Linked DNA regions of Gossypium hirsutum: region 1 is linked to region 2. The links are chromatin contacts, called in public Hi-C maps. All regions are on one chromosome and are shown on one strand. The core of a region is the stretch at or near the end of the contact, and the rest is flanking DNA. Distances in the headings are between cores, read along the strand shown. Region 1 holds the start of LOC121202948 (DUF724 domain-containing protein 7). Region 2 holds the start of LOC107901694 (zinc finger BED domain-containing protein DAYSLEEPER).

Region 1 (2,820 bases), core at 221-2,720, 170 kb before region 2:
TTAAGTGCATGAACAATATGTCACATCTACAAAAGATTATAATGAAAAGAAAGGAAAAAATTTACATAAAGAAAAAAGCTTCAATCATGTAGGTAGGAGAAAAAACTATTAAAGCAATTACAAAATTGAAAAGTATCTTTACAATTATCTGCACCATTGGAGCAAACATAACACCAAGACTACCATGTATGAAAGGAATTCTTCCAATCTAGAAACAGCTAATAAAAAGCCTATTATTGTTATCTCTCAACTTTCTTAGCTCCATCAAATGTTCATCATTTGAAATATTAAGAGTAAGGCGTAAATTTGTCACCTTTTCTTCTTCATCCCAAGTCAAAGGCCCAGAAGCATGCAATGCCCCTAGAGCTTTCTGATAGGCATGTAGTTCAGACCTATGGAAGTCATACCCCAATTCCACACTAGTGGAAACATAACTTCCTTCTTCTTGACAACTCACTTCAGGTTTAGAGTCAGCATCACTTCGACAATCCTCCTCTAAGTTTTCACAAGCGCTAGTTACAAAATTAGACAAATTAAGACCGTAAGTCCCTAAACCACTACAACTACCAACAGAGGAGGCACAACTCAGGGTATCATCAATTCTATTAAAGGAAGAAGGCATACATCTTTCACCCAGCATATTATTTGGGGAATCAAATCCATCTACCTTTTCAGAGGCAGGCGAAGGAAGCCGAATTATTATTCTTTGAACACCATTACTACCTTCCTCCAACACCCTCTTCTTTTGCGCACCAATATATGAGAAGCCAAGCGAAGATCTTTTCCTTTTCTGCGGCCCAGTGGAATTTGATGAACCCTGAAGTAGAAAATAATAATTAAGGTAAGAATCAGTTAACGTATAACAAAAAAAATGAAGAGAAATATTAAAATTATCGTTTAGAAAAAGAATCGAAAGGATTTACCTTTCCAACGAGGAACCAATTGCCATCTTCCCAAGACTGCCGAATACGCAATCGAGATTGATGCGCTTTGAGTTCGCTACTCGACCCAAGAATCCTAACGGAAAAGTTGTTTCCACCAAGAACCTTAACAATCACCGCCGGTTTCCAGGATAAGTCATCGAACACCTCTACGATATCACCAGAAGCACAATTATTTTTCCCGTTCATAGGAGGAGGGCAAGGCCTAATCGCTTTCCTAGAGACTCTTTCCACCGCTGCCGCCTCGCCAGTGATCGGAAACCAACCGTACTTCACACTATACGTATGGCCGTTGCCCGAGATAATCTCAGCACAACGCCATGCGCCGGTTGGAACCTCCTCCTTGGTCAATACCTCAACTTTGCTACCTTTCTTGAATCTCATGATGATAATCAGATTTGAATCGATGAAAAAAAAAACGAAAATGGAATTGTTGAAGGGAAAATATTGTGGAAACTGGAAAATGGAAAATTTTAGGAATAAGGCGTTGAAATGGGAATTAAATAAGGGGGGTAGGGATTTCTTAGATGGATTAGAAAAAGTTGTTGATGATCGAACGGTTAAATGAGCGAGGGAAATGATCTGACGGTGAGGACGAGAGTGGATTGGGCGTTAGGTTAGGCGGTTAAGAGTACTAAAGAAGGAAGAAGTTTCCTTGCCGGTTCGGTTACATCAAAGAATTACTTTAAAACCAAAATATTATTATTGGACTTGAACTGCCTTTTCTTTTATTTGGTTTTTGACCTCCTTTAATCAATATTAGTTATTAAGTTTACCAAGTCAAAATTGTCTACATTTGAAAAATAAAATTTCTCCCCCAAGAAATTTAGATTAATTATTTAAAAACTAAAATAGTAAAATTAAATAACAAAAACTTAATATTTAATTTTTTAATGAGTTTAATAATTTGTCTTTCTTGTAAAGAATGTTGACTATCCGAAGGCATCAAGCTCAATGAATGTTTTAAAAGAGTTCTTATACCCTTATTTAGTTTTGAACTGAAGAAAAACCTCTCGATCCTACTCTCCAAATCTTATTAACTCTACAACACTAATGGATCATTGAGGTAATCATTAGTGATCAAAGCTTATCTCTTTTTAAACATTTATGACCTTAACTCAATTTAACCTTAAAGCAAAATGCTAGTTGTTCCCTTCATAAGTTCCAAGTTTTCTTAACATAAGCACACACATGTCTTAGGAATTTGAATTCCTATTGATCACAACTCACCATAGCTGACAACCTTTTACGTATGTATGACACGTTTCATCCCATTTCGAATTTATAATCCACTCCAAAACTAAATCCAAGATGCACATACACAAAACCAAAAATCAACTTCTCTCAAGCATAAGTCACAAAGTCTCAAAAGCTAGCTGCATGTAGTGTTAAACCCCAAACCTAAAAAACCCAATATGAATGCGTATAGTTGAGAAGTTATCTATTTGGCACAGTGTAACCCGCTAATCAACAGTCTTCGGGCGTGTTAGAGTCTGGAGTTTACCGCAGAAATGATTAAGGATTCTGTCACAGGTTATTCTGTTGTTTAAGAAAATTATATGATAAGTAAAGAGTAAGCCTGGTGAGGTTACCGCCAAAAGTAGGGTATGCCCAAATTACCTGAGCATTATGTTGAATGGGTTTGTAAAGTAATCTGGTTGGGAACCAACTAGATTGACTGGTCAAACATCATTGTGTAGGATTATCATTTATGTTTCTCTCAAATCTTGCAAACCATTTTTTGAGACAAATTCTAGACATCATTGACACTTGTCAAGTTCCATTAAGGGAAAACTAGATATATATTGTAAAAAGGATTAGTCGGGATGGTTTTTCTCCCTTTAAAATCTATTCTTTGGTTCTTCCTCCTAGAACTTAT
Region 2 (2,852 bases), core at 51-2,550:
CTTGCTAATTGGCAGGATCAAACCCAGCTTTTATATACCTAAAAATGTGGGCATGCCCAGATTGATGAGCTAACCTTATCATTACGGACCAAAAAGCCCAGTGGATATGCATAAGCAACTTGACTAAAGTGCCTTCAGCTGAAGTGAAAATCCACAGGTCCCCAACCCAAAGACACAAAAACCAAATCTCTTATTTATGTATTTATTGCCTAAGACCCCCAGTATCAACCTATTCTGGAGCACCTAAATGGGAGGAAACCTTTGTTAGCACCTACTTTCTCCACACAAGATCGAAATTAAGGAACGCTGAACTCCTTACCACTCAGTCCAATAAAAACCAAATCTCTACCTTCCACATGGACTTTGTGCTGGAAAAAACCGTCGTTTGACCATTTATAAATTGAGAAACGAGAACCCACGAAAACAGGTAACAGAAAACGACTGTTTCTCAGAGGATGTAACGAGAAAAATAAATCCTACCACACTCATCCGATGAGTTCTACCAAGAAAAAATTTTCCCATTGCAACACAAACAAGGAAATAACTATCAGTCTCACACACTAAGAAGCCCATAAGAAGCAATTACAGTGAAATAAATTACGTGGAAAAAAAAAGGCGAAAAACTGATTAGAAGATGCACATGAAGCAAAACATAAGCCAAATATAAAAACCACCAAGAAACATAATTTTGATTAACACCAAGAATAAATTTTAAAAAAAAAAGCCTCACAAAAAGAAATACTCAATAAATCCCAGATCCAAAAAACTAAAACAAACTCTAAAAGTGCAAAATTAGACATAAAGAAACAAAACCTAACATATAAATCAAGGATTAAAAAAATAGTTGATACCTCGTTGTATCACCAACAAAACCCTGAAAGCAGATCCAAAACAACAGTTTCACGGATTTAGAGGCTTGTTTTCTCCCGGAAACCGAAGGAATTAAAATAATAATATATTTGAATTTCCGGTAACAGAGGTAAGCGCAAAGGAGGAAGATGAAGGAGGAGAACAAAGTCGGTTAATTGGGCTGAAGCACCCAAAGGCAAAAAAAGGTTCAGAGCTTTGAAGCTTAAAGCTTTTGTTTGTTTGTTTGTTCGCTGTTCGAGCGAGGGAGAGAAAAACAAAACCCTAAATTGGAATTGGACCTGAGCTGGGGTAGCTAGGGCTAAAACTATATATAATCAAAAAGACCTCGAGTTTAGGCCTTTTGAATGAGAGCGAGGGGGGGGCGAAAGGGGCATTTATGAGAAAAGAAAAAGAGAAAAAATCGTAATTGGATATGGACTGACTGACTCTCTCAAGGTCCAAATTTAATTTTTCTTTTTTCATTCATTCTGTGAAGGCGGTTCCATAGTATTTTTCATCAGCCACCCACTTGGTTTAATCTTGACCGTTCCTTTTACCGTTTCATCTCGGCTTACGGTTCTCATGACTCACGGGTAGGTTAAACAATTATATTTTAATTTTCTCAGAAAATTCAAAAATCTAAATTAAACTTTTTAGATAGACCGAACCTTAGTCTAATCATCATTCATCAATGTATATTTATCTATCTATATACGGTTATAACACTCCCGACTGAACGTAATTAGGAAATGATAAAAAATATATTTATTACAATCACGTTTTCTAATTAAAATTTTAAAGTAAATAACTAAAAATAAAGAATTCAACAATCGAATCCACCAATAATTCATTCAATATCCATAAATTTTTATTTAAATATTATAGTGCTATCTCATGCATCTTATTTATAATAAATTACACATTTAACCATTCAAAACAATCAACAAATTTTAACTATAGAAAAAGTTAAATTATAATATGATGATACATGTTTTCGATTTGTAACGTTTTGGTTAGTCGTTCATTAAAATGATGAAGTGGTAAGTAAATCAATATTTTCAAAATTGGATTAATAATCGAATTTATCAGACCATCTATTTTTAGTTTAATTGATTTATTATTTAATAATATAAAATAATAATTTAAAATTTAAAAAAAAAAACCTCAAATAAACTTTGGGCTAGGCTTTGAAGTTTAATTTAAATCAGCCCACCGACTTTAAGTCATAGGCCATACCCAACATAAAGTACGAAAACCTAAAAAATTATTATCGTTAACTCTTTTCAATTCTCATTTGTCCTTTACCACCAAACCTGTCTTTCTGACTTTCTCATTTTTCAGCAGGGACGGTCGTCGAAGAAGCAGACGGCTAAAGGCGGGTGAACTGGAGGCTGAAAGCCGGAAGGTGGAGGAAGATTGGAGACTAAAGAGTGAAGAGAGGTTGAGAGAGTCAGAGAGTCAGAGAGGCCGGATGGACGAGTGACGAGAGTGGTGGTTGCCCGGGAGGGGGTGGGTCTCGGGTTGTCATAAAGTACGAAAACCTAAAAAATTATTATCGTTAACTCTTTTCAATTCTCATTTGTCCTTTACCACCAAACCTGTCTTTCTGACTTTCTCATTTTTCAGCAGGGACGGTCGTCGAAGAAGCAGACGGCTAAAGGCGGGTGAACTGGAGGCTGAAAGCCGGAAGGTGGAGGGAGATTGGAGACTAAAGAGTGAAGAGAGGTTGAGAGAGTCAGAGAGTCAGAGAGGCCGGATGGACGAGTGACGAGAGTGGTGGTTGCCCGGGAGGGGGTGGGTCTCGGGTTGTTTGTTTTTATCGGCTTGCGCAGACGAAAGAACCGGTCGGACAGGCTTTTTACCGATTTTTCAGTTCACGGTTCAAACGGTTTTTTCTAGTGTTCGGACAGATTCTCAATCTAACCGGAGGATCCAATTCAGTTTAAATATCATTGACATTAACTTAAGGTGAATAGCTAATTCTGCCTCTAAGCTAGTCAATA

The links. A called contact is a pair of places that touch in the nucleus more often than the background predicts.
Region 1: a Hi-C map of leaf shows a contact between it and region 2, with 2.4 times the contacts expected there. The contact joins the promoter of LOC121202948 here to the promoter of LOC107901694 in region 2. A contact is called at or near these places in 4 of 34 Hi-C or Micro-C datasets (anther, leaf, petal and 1 more).

What each region holds. Positions count from the first base shown.
Region 1 is chrD06:34,325,324-34,328,143 of Gossypium_hirsutum_v2.1, reverse strand. It overlaps LOC121202948 (DUF724 domain-containing protein 7), which reads right to left and starts at 1,470. Exons shown (of 4, transcript XR_005914641.1): 1 at 924-1,470; 2 at 668-817.
Region 2 is chrD06:34,151,843-34,154,694 of Gossypium_hirsutum_v2.1, reverse strand. LOC107901694 (zinc finger BED domain-containing protein DAYSLEEPER) reads right to left here and starts at 1,300. Exons shown (of 2, transcript XM_016827781.2): 1 at 852-1,300.